2 separate regions of the Rattus norvegicus genome follow, and region 2 is linked to region 1. Evidence: chromatin contacts called from public Hi-C data. All regions are on one chromosome and are shown on one strand. The core of a region is the stretch at or near the end of the contact, and the rest is flanking DNA. Distances in the headings are between cores, read along the strand shown. Region 1 holds the start of Fhod3 (formin homology 2 domain containing 3). Region 2 overlaps Fhod3 (formin homology 2 domain containing 3).

Region 1 (7,938 bases), core at 1,625-4,124:
CAGCTACTTGCTCACAGCATGGTTGGTGACTATGATGTCCCCACCTCTGACTGAGAACTGTACCAGGCCAGGAATTCTTCAAGCCCTTATACTGAAACATCAACTGCCCTAGGCCAACAAGTGCCCAGAACCAAGGTGGCTGTATTGGGTGAACTTCCCCAGGTAACGGGTGAGAAGGCCCAGGAAGTATAGAACTTTTGCCCTCACCCACACAGCTGCTCATGGGGCAGAGCAGCATTGAGGTATCTAGTCACACAGGCCTAGTTAGGCTCTCAGCTCCCTACTGCTGGCAGAGAATAGGTTACTTAACTGCTCTCTACCTCTGTGTCTTTGCCTCTGAAACAGAGACAATAAAAGTCCTACTTGATGGAACTCTGTGGTGTTAAGTGAGATCATTCACTAGGGCCCCAGTGGAAGCATAGACTAGACACCGAGTGCTCCTGACTGGCATGCTTTCTACCACAGGTTATTCCTCTAAGATGATCTAGAGGAGCTGCAGATCCAGTTCAGGTGGTGAGAGTGCCTCGTAGCGCCCACAAAGCCCTGTCGGTCTCCAGCCTAAGGTGGCTGTGGTCGCACACAGCTGTAATCCCGGCACTTGTGAAGCACAGCCAGGAGGACCAAAACTTCCAGGGTATCTTTGCATACAGAGCTAGTTCGAGATAAGTCTGGGATATGTGACACTGTCCTAAATCTTGTTCGCAAAGTTGCTGGGAACTAACTAGCATCCTAAAGATATGTGTGCTGTGTACTTAAACACACAGATGCCCTGAATTCTGCTTGATGGAACTCTGGCTAACCGTCAGCCGCCTGCTCTGCTCCTGAGTGCTAAGACATTCAGTGTACAAAAGCAAATGAAAATACTGCTGGTGTCTTTAGCCAGAAGATTCCTAAGACTGAGCCTGGGTAGCTAATCTTCTTGTGTTTGTTTCACAAGGATACCTTGGGAAGTTTGGGGAGGCTGCTGTACTAACAGCTTCTGGTAGGGGGTAGTGAGGAGCATCAGGATTTCCTGCCCTACCAGGAACACTAGATCAAGACTATGGGAACGTAAAAACACACTTGAGTTCGGAGCCCGAAAGGTCAACCCATGGATATAGGGTTTGAGATCCAAGGAAACCACTTCAAGGTCACAGGGCCACAATTATGAGGCTTCTGTGGTTTCAACAAAAGATCACTGTAATCTGAGACCGTGATGAATGGAATAACCATGAAGTGGAAGACACTGTAAAAAAACTTTTAACTGAATCCACTGCTGAAGATGGGGCAGGAACTTACTAAAGCGATTCTTAAGCCTCTGTCTCTCTGGGTATGGTGCTCCATGATCAGAAAGAATCTAAGAATCTAGCCACTCCGCACCAGTACGGAAGGAATGAGAGGGATCTGCCCCAATCCTCATTCAAAACAAACGGGTTAGTTACTAGTGGGAGGGACGGAGCACTAAGGAACTGGGAGCAAGAGGGCACCACTACCAAACATTTGCACGGCCTCCTACTTTCCTTTCAAAACAAGTGGGCATCTTAACCGAAAGCCCAAGGATTTTTCGAAAAATCACTTTTGCTCTTGAAATTAAGAGTTCTCTCTCCCAAATGTTTGTCCATGTTGATTCTCAAGGAATTATTTAACTCAAAACTTTGATGTGGACCTAAACAGAAAATACATCAAGGAGGGAAACCGTTCAAGGTGCAGTCAATCTGTGTAAGCGGGAGGAAAGGTTTTCCCGGGGAGCTAAATGATTAGCTTCCAATGCCTGGCTCTTCACAATCACTTTGCAAGACGCCTGGCCTCCTTCAAAGGGTTAAAAAAGAAAGAAAAGACATGAAAAGAAAACTCTAACGGGTGGACTGAGACGCCATTCTTCCCAGGGGACACTCACTTGGGGCTCCTGGGCCGAGGCTTTGTGCGCCCCTTGCCCGCGCCCCCGCCCTTCCTCCCACAGGGGCTGCTTCTCCAAGGTTCCTGAGGCCACCTGCTCCTCGGAAGAAAAAAAGAAAAAACGGGATAGTGTGAACGCTAGTTATCGCAGTGCGCGCCCCTTCCCAGAGGGAAGAGGGGGAGGTGTTCCCGGAAAGCGTGCTTTGTCGCGAGGGTCGCCCAGCCGCCCACAGTGCCAGGGAGGCCCAACAGAGCTTCTGACCCCGGCATCTTTCAGGGCTCTCTTCAAGAAAACCGGGTTCCGCAGTCCCCAGGGCTCTTTCCGCGCTCGGCTCTGGGCCAGGCGGGGTACCCAGGTTGATCGCCCGGGCGACCAAGCTGCACCCCGCCCACCAGGCCGAGCTAACGGAGAGGCCACGGAGATCCTAATGCAACCCGCCTCCGGCCGGCATGGCACCTGCTGGGCCCCGCTCGCCCTAAGATCTGCACTGGGGCATAGAGCTGTCCTTCCCGCCAGGCACAGAGAGTCGTGCGCTAGCTTCTGGGTGCTCCTGGCCCCTTTGCCTAAGCCTCAGTGGCATATGCCCTTGGGCGCGTGTCCCTAGGGCCTCGACCAGTTCAGCCCGACTTCAGCGCCCTCACCCCGGCAGGCACAGCTGCAGGGGTTGCGTCTCCAGCCTCCCACCTATCCCTCCCGATCTTACCTTGTGTGGCGCCCTCAGCAGCCGATGGACCCCGGCCAACTGGGTGCCCAGAGCCAGGTCCTCGCGGAATGTGAACAGCGGTGGCCGGCTGGGCTCTGGGAAGTTGGTGCTGTTGAAAGGATCGGTGTCGTCCAAGAACTGCACGCGACAAGCCAGCGTGGCCATGATGCATCCCTGCCCCGTGGGGCACGGGCCCCGGGGTCAGCGGGCCGCGCAGGCGGGGGCGCCGGGTGTGTGCGGAGAAGCTGCCGCCGCCGCCGCCGCCGCCGCTAACAGGCTCGCGGGCTAGCAGGCTACAGCGCGCCCGGCTGCAGCCAGGACTCCGGCCACGGGGGGCGGGGCGGGGGCGGGGCTGCGCCCCCTCCTCCTCCCGCTCCCCCTCGGGCTCCTCCCCTGCTCGGTTTACCAGCCACCGGACCGGGCTTCCCCGACCTTCGCGACCGCTGCAGGGACAGGGAATGAGAGAGCTACAAGCGCAGAGTCGGCAGCCCTGAGCCTAGCAGCAATCAACGCGCAGGAACGCCCCTGCGCAGAGCTCTCTGCACGTGTGCCGGTCGCCCAGTTACGGACGCACCAGCCTCGGAGCGCTGGCTCTAGACTGGGGACAAGGCAGTCTTCAGACTATGTTCCCCCTAGAACAGGGCACAGCACAACCCTTCCCAGACGAGAGCGACAGAGCCGGTCTCCCTGTTGCTGGGCACCCAGAGACCCGGGAGCAAAGCTCTCTGCAGGCCTGTGACTGGGAGATAGCGATCCTAAGCCCTGGAGAGGATTCCAGGGAGGTTTGCGCCGGAGTGAAAAGAAGCTAAGAAGGGGGGGGGGGGGGGGGGGAGCGGAGGTTATGAATCCCAGCAGCATTTCTTGAGCCAGGGAACCTGCAGTGAGAATTGGAAGACTGCAAAGAGAGGCTCGGCGACCCCAAAACTGGGCCCGGACAGCTGCCTGAGAGTTATAGTTGAACCTGTCCATTATCACCCCTCTCCTCAGTAAGGTCTAACTTGACCTTCTGCGACAGAGAAAGAAGGGTGCTTCTAGTCAGACCCCGGAATGGTGAAGATGCGGAGAAGAACCGGACTGGGAGTTAGGGGGCCTCCCTCGCAACAGGGACTTGGCATGTAGCTTGACAGCCTGCCTTCTTCCTCTAGGCTGGCAATACCATGCAGCAGATCACCGTTCTCCTTGCTGCTCACGGGCGACCCCTTACGTTTCCAAAGAGAACTGACTACCTTTTCCATTCCCAGATCACATTACTGATACCTAATCCCTCTCGGTCGCCCTAATAATCAATATATCCAGCCGTTCTTCACACCCATGATGCCTCCATAGTACGTCCCTCTCCCTTTTCTCTGGTTTCAAGAGAAAAGAAACCCTTGCCCTTCACTTAGCAGCCTCACTCGAATCTTTCACATGCATTCTTTGTGGATTCCCCACAAGTTTGTGTGTGTGTGTGTGTGTGTGTGTGTGTGTGTGTGTGTGTGTGTGTGTGTGTGTTTCAATGTAGGGCCCTATCCTGAAGATTTCCTTTGTGGCTCTTTTAGCTGGGTATAATGCACACCTCACTCAGGAGGCAGAGGCAGGCAACTTTCTATAAGTTTGACGACAGCCTAATCTATATAGTGAGTCCCAGGACATTCAAAGTTACATAGTAAAGAGATTCCATCTCAAAAGCAAGGGTAGAGGCATTGATGAAGTTCCTCCTGGCCTCAAATTCATGATCCTCCTGCCCCAGTCTCTCTAACAAGGTGATGCACCATACTGGAATCATACTTTTTTGGATTTGTGATGGTTAATATGTATTGTCAACTTGACTGTATTTAGAATCGCCATGGTAACATGCCTCTGAAGCATTATAGAACGATGTTTGCAGGAAAGTTTGAGTGAGGAAAAGAAGACCCACCCTGAGCTGTGGATGAAGCTACCACCATGGGCGAGCCCTAAGTAAGAGAAAGCAAGCTGCGCAGGCATCCATCCCTGTGTTTTCTGACTGTGGAAACAACGTAGCCACCTCACACTCCAGCTGCCTGCTTTCCCTGCCATAAAAGTCTAGACCCTTTCTTTACTATGAGTCCAAAGAAAACTTTCCCTCCTTAAGTTGCTGTGCCAGGTGCTTTATCTTAGCAACAAGGAAGGAACTAAGGCAGCTTCTTTCTCTTGTTTCTTTTTCTTTTCCTTTTGTGCGTTGTATAAGTATGTAGAAGGGGCAGGTTTTTGAGAAAGTATATGAATTCAAGGATCTTTTTGCAAAGTCTTTGTAGTTAATGTGGTGTGAGAGTTGTGCAAAGATGGCAGTGGAAAAAGTCTTCTCTTGCTTCTCATGTTCCCATTTCTGCCACACCATTCTTATCCACCCCTCATTCCAACAAAACCTCATATTCCCCTCATTCGCTCCACAATGCTCATAGCCCCCATCTCCCCCACACCCATTGTCTTAGTCAGGGTTTCTATTCCTGCACAAATATCATAAGCAAGAAGCAAGTTGGGCAGGAAAGGTTTTATTCAGCTCACACTTCCACATTGCTGTTCATCACCAAAGGAAGTCAGGACTGGAACTCAAGCAGGTCAGGAAGCAGGAGCTGATGCAGAGGCCATGGAGGGATGTTACTTACCAGCTTGGTTAGCCTGCTTTCTTATAGAACGCAAGACCACCAGCCCAGGGACAGCACCACCCACAATGAGTCCTCCCACCCTTGATCACTAATTGAGAAAATGACTTACAGCTGGGTCTCATGGAGGCATTTCCTCAAGGAAGGCTCCTTTCTCTGTGATAACTCCAGCTTGTGTCAAGTTGACATACAAAACAAGACAGTCGACCCATCATACACCCCATTTCCCCACCCCCTCACATTCACTGATTTTCCTCACATGCCTCACATCCCTCCACTTCACTCATATTTCCTGTTTCCCCACATCCCTCGGTTTCCCTCATTTCCATCTCTCCCTTCATGGTTTCATAACTTGGCCACTTCTGTCAAAAGATAAACCCTATTTCTCTAGTCTTTGATTGACTGACTGGTTGGTTGGTTGATTGTTTGGTTGGTTGGTTGGTTGGTTGGTTGGTTGGTGGGTTGGTTGGTTGGATGGTTGGTTGGTTGGTTCGATTGGATTGATTTGGGGAGAGAGAGTCTTCCTATGCAACCCCAGCTGACCTGGAACCCACAGTGTTCCACCTTAACACAGTGTTCTGCCTACTGCCTGCTGGAGTTGATGACCACACTGCCATAGCAGCTCCCCACTCTTTGAGCAGAGGTAGCTTTGATACTTGCCCTCACAAGCAGAGTGTGTGACTTCAGAACAGACATGAAGAGACCTCCTCTTACCCTCAGAAAGCTCTGGCCTGAGACCACATGCCAGGAAACCAGGTCTAATCTAGGAGAAATGTTTTTGAGGACTTCTGAGAATTAGAAAAAAAATGGGTTCTATGCTATAGGACAATGAAACAATTGACAAGATGATTGCCCTTCATCTGAAAGGGATAAATTATATGAACTGAAGCTAAGGAGCTATCCAAGGAGAACACTAAAACCCTTCAAAGTACCTATTGGATGCTTCTAGCTGCATAGAATAATGAATTTTATTTCATGGAGGAAAAGAAATTTAGACTCTCTAAATTTAGGATTATAAAAAGAAAACAATTCGCATCCCAGTACCTTCAGACAGAAAAAAAAAAGTCCTTGTTAAATATATGTTTTAAATTATGTATGTGTACAGGTATTTTACATACCTATAGTCTGTATGCCATGTGTGTGCAATGCCTGTGGAGACCAGAAGAGGGCTCCAATCCCCTAAGTCCTTGAACTTAAGAAATGAACTTACTAAAATAAATATTAAAATGTTAGTGTTGGGAAAAGGAGAGAGGACTCAGCAGTTAAAAGCACTTGTTGCTCTTTCAGAAGAGCAGGGTTTGGCATGTAAAATAAATCTTAGTAAAATTCACAGGCAATCCACAGAGATGTTAAGAAACAAAAGCATTACCAGCTTAGACTGAAGAAATAGAGATTGTTCGAAGAACAATAGACCTCTGACCTCCAACTTGAATAAGGAAGGACCAGCTACAAGTAGTTTGTATTTGTAGGTAGTACAGAAAAATGAAAGTTTCACCAGAGCTTGGAGCTAAGAGCCATAGAGAAGGGTGAGTGTTAACCATCCCTGGGGCAAACCTAGGAATGTAGAAAGCAGCAACGTGGGCAAGGCTGGGGTGCCAGACAGTCACATGTGTCTCCTACTTGCTCTCTAAGTGGAAGTGTCGGCTGCTGGGATTCTGCCCGGGCTCCGCAATGACTACTGGGTAAGTAGTGGGCATGTAGCCTGCTCTTTCAAGTGGGAGGTTCAGAATGTGTTTCCCCTAAAAGGTCTCCTCACCTGCACACACCCTTAAGCAGCAGTTTCTTGGCCACTTTCCCAGCCGCAAGGTGCTGCCTGCTTCTACAATCACTGTAACTCCGTGTGTAGTTATTTTATTGTAGCTGCAAGGAAACACCGTGACCAAAAGTGACTTGCGGAAATGACCGTTTATTTTGGCATATGGTTCCAGAGTGAGAGTCCATAATGGCGAGAGAGCCGTGGCAACAGACAGCAGGAGCAGGAAGCTGGCTGGCCAGTTTCAATTTTATAAGAACTGTGGTTTTCCTCACTGTGGAAAATTCCTCTTATGAATTTCCATCCGCAGGAAAAATGAGAGTGATGTGGAAGTGGAGGGGCCTAGAAACTGCCAAAGCCCGCCCTCTGTATCACACTTCCTCCAGCAAGGCTCCACCTGCTAAGGGTTGCATAACCCCGCAGAACAGCGCCACCAACTGGGAGGGGCGAGCATTCAAACACATGAACCTGGGGGGGAACAGTTCTTATTCTAACCACCATGCTTAGCTTGGTTTTTGATTGCGGTAGCTCTGTACTTCCAGATACAAATATGTTTCGAGTTAATGACTGTCATGTAATAAACCGTTCCATTTGCCCTCGATTCTGTAGGTCACCATTTCAGCTGGGCTCAGCAATGTCACCCCCGCTGTGGTTGCCATCTGAGAACATCACCGGAGCCAGGCAATTAAAAATCATCTTCCGCCATGTATGTGAGTGTCTGTTGCCTGTCAGCGGGCTGATGTGGAGGACTTCTGTGAGATAGTTCATCTCTATTCCGTGTGTTTTCTCATGCAAGGTTAGAGCAGTATTCCTCACATGGCCTCTGCAGACTGAGGCAGCCTTCTAAGGATCAAGACAGGTACTCTACAGTCTCTTGAACCCTGGACTCAGAATTTGAGCCGCAGCTAATAATATAGCTTAGCGGGTAGAGCTGTCCGCCAAGCCTACCACCTGAGTCGTATCCCTACAAACCACACAATGGGAGAATCAACTCCCACGAGTT
Region 2 (7,500 bases), core at 529-3,028, 77 kb before region 1:
TCCTCAAAGCCTCTCACCATCCGAGTCCCTTCTCAGCACCCATTTTTCTACAGTCCAAGGCTCTGGGTGCAGGTGGAGTCATTCCTGTCCTCATGTAAGTGACCAAAACCCAGATTTCTCTGGAGTTTGGGGCTTAATATCAACTCTGGAATGGACTCTTTTGATGTCATCTAAAGTTAAGCTTTCCGGCTCCAGTCAAAACGTTCACATTCTTAAGACTTAGAGCCAGGGGTGCTTTCTTCCCTGTCTGTATTCACAGCTGGAGCTCCAGGAGTGAGGGTCTCCCTGCAGTGTCTCTGAGACTATAGTCCTTCACAGCACACAGAGCTACTGTGACGAGCACAGACAGCTTCTCAGCTCGCCCCTGGGCTTTCTTGGGGACAGCTAGAGAAGTGGTTCTCTGTCAGGGCCATGTTTCACCTCAAAGGACACTCAGCAATATCTGGAGGTATTCACAACTGGGGCATTGTTCCCGGCGTTCCGTGGGTGGAGGTCAGATGCTGACAACATCCTGCAATGCACACAACGGCCTTCACAACAGAGGCTGGCCCTGTTGTGAAGTGGTCCTAGTGCCACGCTGGGAAAACACTTACATACTAAGAGCAAAAACCAAAAATAGAGAGGTGCCAGGAAGATACCCCTTAAGCAAGTGGAGGGGGGTGGGACTGAGATGCTCGGTGGGTACAAAGTACGTATCAGGTAAGCATGAGCATCTGTATTCGTATCACTTTACCTCACATGAATCTGGACACACTAGCATCTATAATCCCAGCTCTCGTGTGGCAAGACGGAAGAGGGACACAGGGACATTCCTGGAAGCTCAGAGGCTAGCCAATTTAGCATATACATCTGAACACAGGAAGAAACCCTTGGAAGGCAACAGATAATGCCCTCTGACCTCCACACTCGAATCCTGGCATTCATGCACCCACACACACACATGAACGTGGACATGTGTGTATAACACACAGAACGAGACAAGGCAGAAGGAGGTTTAAAAGGTGATGGAAACTTTCAACACCCATCCCCAGTTTCAAGCCCATCCCAAATGTTTTCAATATTCTGCTCAATCATTTAACTCTAAAATTAAGCGGCACAGCCTTCTTCTACCCCACAACCATCCCAGAAGCATGTGGCCAGCATGGCAGACGCTGTGGAATGACACACATCACAAGTTTGGCTGCAGCATCTCTGCCTACTAATTTTAATCTCTTCCTCAAAGGTCATGAATATTTTCAGACCTCTTAGCCCAAGCACATTGTGGGCAGACTTGGGACATGTTGCTTCCAGTTGGCCAAAGTACTTCATCCACCAGTGATCTACACCGACTTACAGGCTTAACGTTGTCCATGTCACTTTTCCTGGAGGCTTTTTGAATCCATTATCCTAATTGGCAAATGATATGTAAGCACCAGAAGGCTGTGTGTCAGCAATTATATTTATAAAGAAAGCTTAATCTCCCAAGGAAAACAGTAATTCATTAAAACCACCCTTCTCATCTGCCATCACGGTAGCCGGAGGAAGAAGAATGCACTCGATGGCGAGGCATGCACCCGCTGTGAGCAGAGACCCAGACAAGCCCAGAAAAAGCGATGAGAGCAGATGCAGGCGCCCTGTCTGCTCCAGTACAGCTCTGCCCTCGCACCACCTTGCTGGGCCCCTGTGGGACTAATGGGTAAAGAAAACAGTAACATAAGGACGGGAGCCGTGAGGGCAGGGCCTGCCTTTCCTCTGTCTCCTCGGGTTGTCTACCCAGGGAGGCTGTTTTTAGTAGATGGAGTCCACCTTTGGCTGTTACATCTTACCAGCACTTCAGAGAAACCTGAGAGGATTTCGGGAAGAGAGGGAAGATGACTGTGCTCTCGGGTTTCAGCTTGGCTCTCGATCTAATCCCAGACACTGCCGCTTGCATTATTCATATAGATATATTAAGACCCGCCATGTGCCTTGGTTATGCTGAGCAGCCAATAATAGCTTCTCCATTCCCAGTGTTTATTGAACACTGGGCATCATTCTGGGATTCATTCCTTTTAATAGTATCAACCTGACAAGGTCTAGAATCGCCTAGAAGACAAACCCCTGGATGTGTCTTTCAGCCAAAGAGTTTCTTGATTTGAGTTAAGCAAGGTGGGAAGACTCGCCCTAAATATGAGTGGCATCTTTCCATGGGCTGGGGTATTAGATAGAATAAAGAGGGAAACAACAGGCCTCTTGTTGCCAGGCCTCCCGACCTTAATAGACAGCACCCTCTGATCAGACATTTTGTCCCAGCAGTGAGAAGAATAGCTGAAACACCCCAACGGCCCTCATCGTCTCATTTTATAGGTGGGGAGTAGAGTCAGGGAGAGGTAGCTTGTTCCAAGTCAAACAGCCTGAGTGGCAGACGCAGGACAGAAGTCAGACAGACTAGCTCCAATCTTCCAGAATATACCCTTCTCTAGAGGAAACCAGTGCAACAAGGCCAGACAGCCAGAATGCCTATGCAGTGAATGCCTATGCGTGCTCACCCTACACACACACACACACACACACACACACATACACACACACACAAAGAAAGAGAGAGAGACAGACACAGACAGACAGACAGATAGACAGAAGGAAAGATAAGGAGGGGAGTAGGAGAGGGAGAATCAGAGGGAGGGAGGAAAAGAGAGAGACAGAGAGACAGAGAGAGGAAGGGAAGAAGAGAGAGGAAGACAGAGGAAGGGGGACCTATGACAAGCACAGCACATGGCCCACCTCATTGTGGACGAGATGACAAGCAAAGGCTGAAACCCTAAGAGTCAATCAAGAAGATAACACATATACAATCCCACAGATCCATGTGGCCTAAGAAGCACCACAGGATATGAGGGCATAAGCGTGTGTATCCCAGGCTTCAAAACCCACCCTGTAATTAACACAGGACAATTCAGCACCACCTCTGCAAAGGAGCTGCCCAGGGAGATTCACTGACCTGCTGAGAAGTAGACCTACTGTGGGTGTATCTGGCTGCAAAGCTCTGGCTTCCAAAGGCCTTTTCTGAGATGTCACCCACTATAGCCGAAGGCCTTCAACCTGACTAAGCTCCCAGAGCTGAGCCTGTCTGCTATTGTCCAGAGCATCCCCTATAGGACAATCCTGCCACTGTGAAGAAAATTTCTATGGACCAGCACTACCTGACCTGGGCAGAGATCACACATGGATTTTAGGTACCCATAGGCATCCCTGAAGAAACAAGAAGCCTGGCATTTATCTAGAAATGGGCCAACTGTACCTAGTCTCTGATTGTCACCAAAAGTGGGAACATGTTGTACTCAAGCCTTGGTGTCTCTCAACCTCAGGATATGGTAGGTCTGCACCTGATGGCCACAAGCATCAAGCACAAAGAAGAACACACAAACAACAAAATGATCTGAACTACAATTTGAGCCCACGGGCTCTCTGGGGACTCCTAATTTCCCGTTACATACCTCCTGATGAGCATTTGTGGTCTATTTCTGGGTTATGGGCACAGACGTCAAAGCAGTGTCATTTTCTGGCCAGATAAGTAAACTCCTCCTATTCTCAAGATGGCTTCACTTGTAAGTTACCTGTCACCAATCCATGTAGTACTGTCCCCCAATGTTTCTCATCCATTTTTTCCACAATCCTCACTTTGCCCTCCAGGTCCCAGAGTTTTAGGGTAAAATAACTCCTACTTCCCTCTCAAAATATTGTGGGCAATCCAATGCAATCCAACACCAAACCATCGTGTGCTGTGAATAAAAAAATGTCCCTCTACAGGCTCACGTGTTTGAGCCCTTAGGGCCCAGCTGGCGGCACTCTTTTAGGAGGTTGTGACACCTTGTAGGATGTTGTCTCTGTCTGAAAAGAGAAATGAGACACCAGGGAGTAAGCCTCCTGGGTTTTAGACCAGCCCAGGTTCCCGTCTGATCTATTTCCAGATCTCCAAGATATACGCAAGCAGCCTGATGTTCCTGCTGCAACAATCATGAACCACCACGACAGACTGCGCCTCTCAAATCATGAGCTTTCTTTGGGTATTTTATCACAGTGACAAAATTAACATAAAATTATCATAAGCGTAGTCTACTGTCAGCCGTTCAGGTAGGAGGAAGCAGTCTGCTTAAGCCTCATGAGATCAGTGGCCAGCGGGTAGGATGCTCTACTAAAGCAGGCTACCACAGGTTCACCCCCAAACAATCTCTCACTCTTAGCTTGACACTACAGTGACTTTTCTTACATTACTCAAAAAGCATTTTCTGGAGGAAAAAAATCAAGGTAAAAAATATGCTTGTAAGACCATGTTGCCCAGGATGTGTGTGAGACCCAGGATGGACACACTGTGATCTCCACAGCACCAAATACCACACTACTATTGGACTGTGCATATGGATGGCATCACGTTTTATTTAAAACTCACTCTCTCTCTGACCTTGAATATTCTGGCCTCAACAAAACAAAACAAAACAAAACAAAACCCAGGTCACCTCCATATTGGTTCAGTTTGGTGAAGCAATACCTTTCAATCAGAGACACAGAGAGGAGGAAAGCAGGGACAGCTGCCTGTCCTGCTCACACACACTCAAGGACACAATTCATCCTTCTGTCTGCCAGAACTAGGTAGTCTCAGATCCACTGAGCAGAGCTGTGACTAAAATACGGCATTTCCAAGTCCTTCTACTGGTCCAACTGTACCGGAGAGGCTCCAATGGAGTCCTGGGGACACAAGTGACTCTGCTCTTCTACCTCATGAGGTCTGAACCATATGGGCAACCAGAGAGGCAGATGGGGCTTCAACTTCATCCAGAGGACTTCCAAGAAGCACACCACCACAGCCCATGGCAAAGCAGGCTTTGAAAGCCCTCGGAGTAGGGCTTTCACCAAAGAAATCACACTGCCTTCTCCCTTGTTCACCCTCTTTTATTAGGCAGGAGTGAAGAAGAGGGGGTACAGAGAGGCTCCTCATGTCTTCCTGAACAGCTGGGGGAAATCCATCTTCAAACAAAGACAGAGCTTATGATTCCGATGTGCTGAGCCCATAGTCAAGGAAAATGAACAGCCATGCCGCATCTGTACAGAGGGAAGGCAAGGCCAAGGCTCAGGACGCCAGAAAGAATGACAATCATGGCGGGCTCAGCAGGCATTTAATAACCGTGTCATTATTCTGCGAGAAATCTAGAAACGTCTCATGGTACAGGAGCACAACTGATACTGATGGGTTCAGGCCATGTGATCTTGACAGGAATGGGAGCCAGCTTCCACCAACAAACCTTTTGCAGGACTTATAGAAGCCAGGCTGGTCACCTGCTTCTTTACAGCGACCCCTCAGGATTCTCCGGCCCCCTGTTTCTGGAGAAACTGTTAAACCCCACATCTAACCACCAGATGATGCTGGTTTGACAATCAGAATCCTGTTGTTCTTTCAGCTACCGTCCCCCTACAGGGCAGCTGACACCCTCTACTACTGTCTGCCCCCAAGAAACAAGCAGTCCTTGTGTTATTGGGATTGGGTGGGTGCTGGATCCTATACCATTTCTCTTAAGAAATAAAAATGTGGCTGGAAGATGGTGCAGTCAGTGTTTGCCACTTGAGTGCAAGAGCCTCAGTTAATCCCCATAACCCACAGAAAATGGATGCAGTAGTGTATTTGTGATCCCAGTTCTCTCACAGCAGAATGGGGGAGAGACAGAGAAGCTTGCCAGGCAACACAGCCATGCCCAGTAGCAGAATGACAAAGATGATGCTCTCTCAAACAGGGTGGAAAGTGAGGACTAACCAATTCCAAGGCTGTTCTCTAACATCCACACCGGAGCCATAGCAAGCCTGCACCCACATACTTACATAAATGACACACATCTGCCACACACACATATCCACCACATACATACATATACACACACACACCTACCCCATATATATATATACACACACAACACACACACATCCACCACATACATACATACATACATATACACACATCTAATATACACACACATATACACACACACACACACAACACACACATCCACCACACACATCCACCACACACATCCAACATACACACATATACACATCTACCATACACAGACACACACACACATATATACCATACACATACACAAACATACATATATCCACCATATGCACATACACACATCCACCACATACATACATACATACATATATACACACACATCTAACATACACACATACATATATATAATATACATACACACACACAACACACACACATCCATCATACACACATATACCTATCTAGCATACACACAGACACACATATATATAGCATACACATACACAAACATACTATATATCCACCATATGCACACACATCCACCACACATACATCTATCATACACACATACATACATCTACCATACAGACATACTACACATACATATACATATCTACCATACACAGACACACATACACACATATACATCATATACACACAGACATACATACACACATATACACCATACACACACGTACATACATATATATATCCAACATGCACACACATATGTCTACCATACAAACACACACATATGCACACATGCACATATTTTAAAAAGAGAAAAATAGGGTTGCATATGTCTGTCATCTCAGTTATTCATGGCACTAAGGCAGGAGAATTCTAAGTTCAAGGCCAGCCTGGACAAGTTAGGTGGGCCTATCTCAATAAAGAAGACTGAGGATATAGCTCAGCAGTTGAGCACCTGTCAACCATGCGTGTGGCCCTGGGTTCCATCCTCAGTACAACAAATAAAAGTGAAAGGAAGGCTGGAGAGAGGGAGGAAGAAGAGTGGGGGAGGAAAGAGAAGAGGAAAGAAAAATCATGCCAAAGGAAGATTACAAAAATCCATCATGGTTTATTTGTGTCCATTGTATTAACTTTTAGTTACCACACAGACAATGGGTTTCACGGTGACATTTCACACAAATCAGGACATACTTTTAAAATGTATTTTTATTATTGATTTTAGCTGTGTATATGTGTATGGATTTGTGCACTTGAGGTGTCCTCAGAGGTTAGGGGCATCAGATCTGAAGTTACAGGTGCTGTGAGCCACCTCAAGTGGGTGCTAGGGTCCTCTGCAAGTGCCATACCCTCAACCCCTAAGCCATCTCTTCAGCCTTTGTGTCATTAATTCTGTTCACCACTGCCCCCATTCACCTCCTCTTTGTGGATCCCCTCTTTCTCCACACCCCCAGCTTGTAATGCAATCACCCTCTCTGCCCCCCTCCTCTTTCCCTCTAGACCTCCTCAAGACTGTTTTGAATATTTAATCTTAGATTCTGGCACATTTCGCCTGGAGGTGACATCAAACACACTTCCCCACAAGGTCCATGTCAGTGTCTCTTGCCTCCCTCCCTAATGTGCTGATCTGGGAACCCTCTGTTCCCAACCCATCCTATGCCAGACTCCACAGCCTGGAGCCCCTACGAGTCTTGACAAGGGCCAGGCCTCAAGTCAGACCCTTGAAAAGA

What was found. Hi-C and Micro-C count contacts between places; a contact is called where the count stands out from the background.
Region 2: a Hi-C map of the A7r5 cell line shows a contact between it and region 1, with 2.1 times the contacts expected there. The contact joins the enhancer-like site here to the promoter of Fhod3 in region 1. A contact is called at or near these places in 3 of 12 Hi-C or Micro-C datasets (the A7r5 cell line, frontal cortex and psoas muscle).

What each region holds. Positions count from the first base shown.
Region 1 is chr18:16,262,947-16,270,884 of GRCr8, reverse strand. Fhod3 (formin homology 2 domain containing 3) reads right to left here and starts at 2,874. Exons shown (of 28, transcript NM_001415720.1): 1 at 2,580-2,874. The coding sequence starts at 2,744.
Region 2 is chr18:16,339,064-16,346,563 of GRCr8, reverse strand. All of the region lies in intron 3 of Fhod3 (formin homology 2 domain containing 3), which reads right to left. Among named protein-coding and RNA genes, the nearest start is that of Fhod3, 75 kb to the right of the region's middle. Within about 2 kb of position 1,778, at least 9 of the 93 cell types and tissues checked have an H3K27ac peak or open chromatin away from gene starts, as enhancers often do.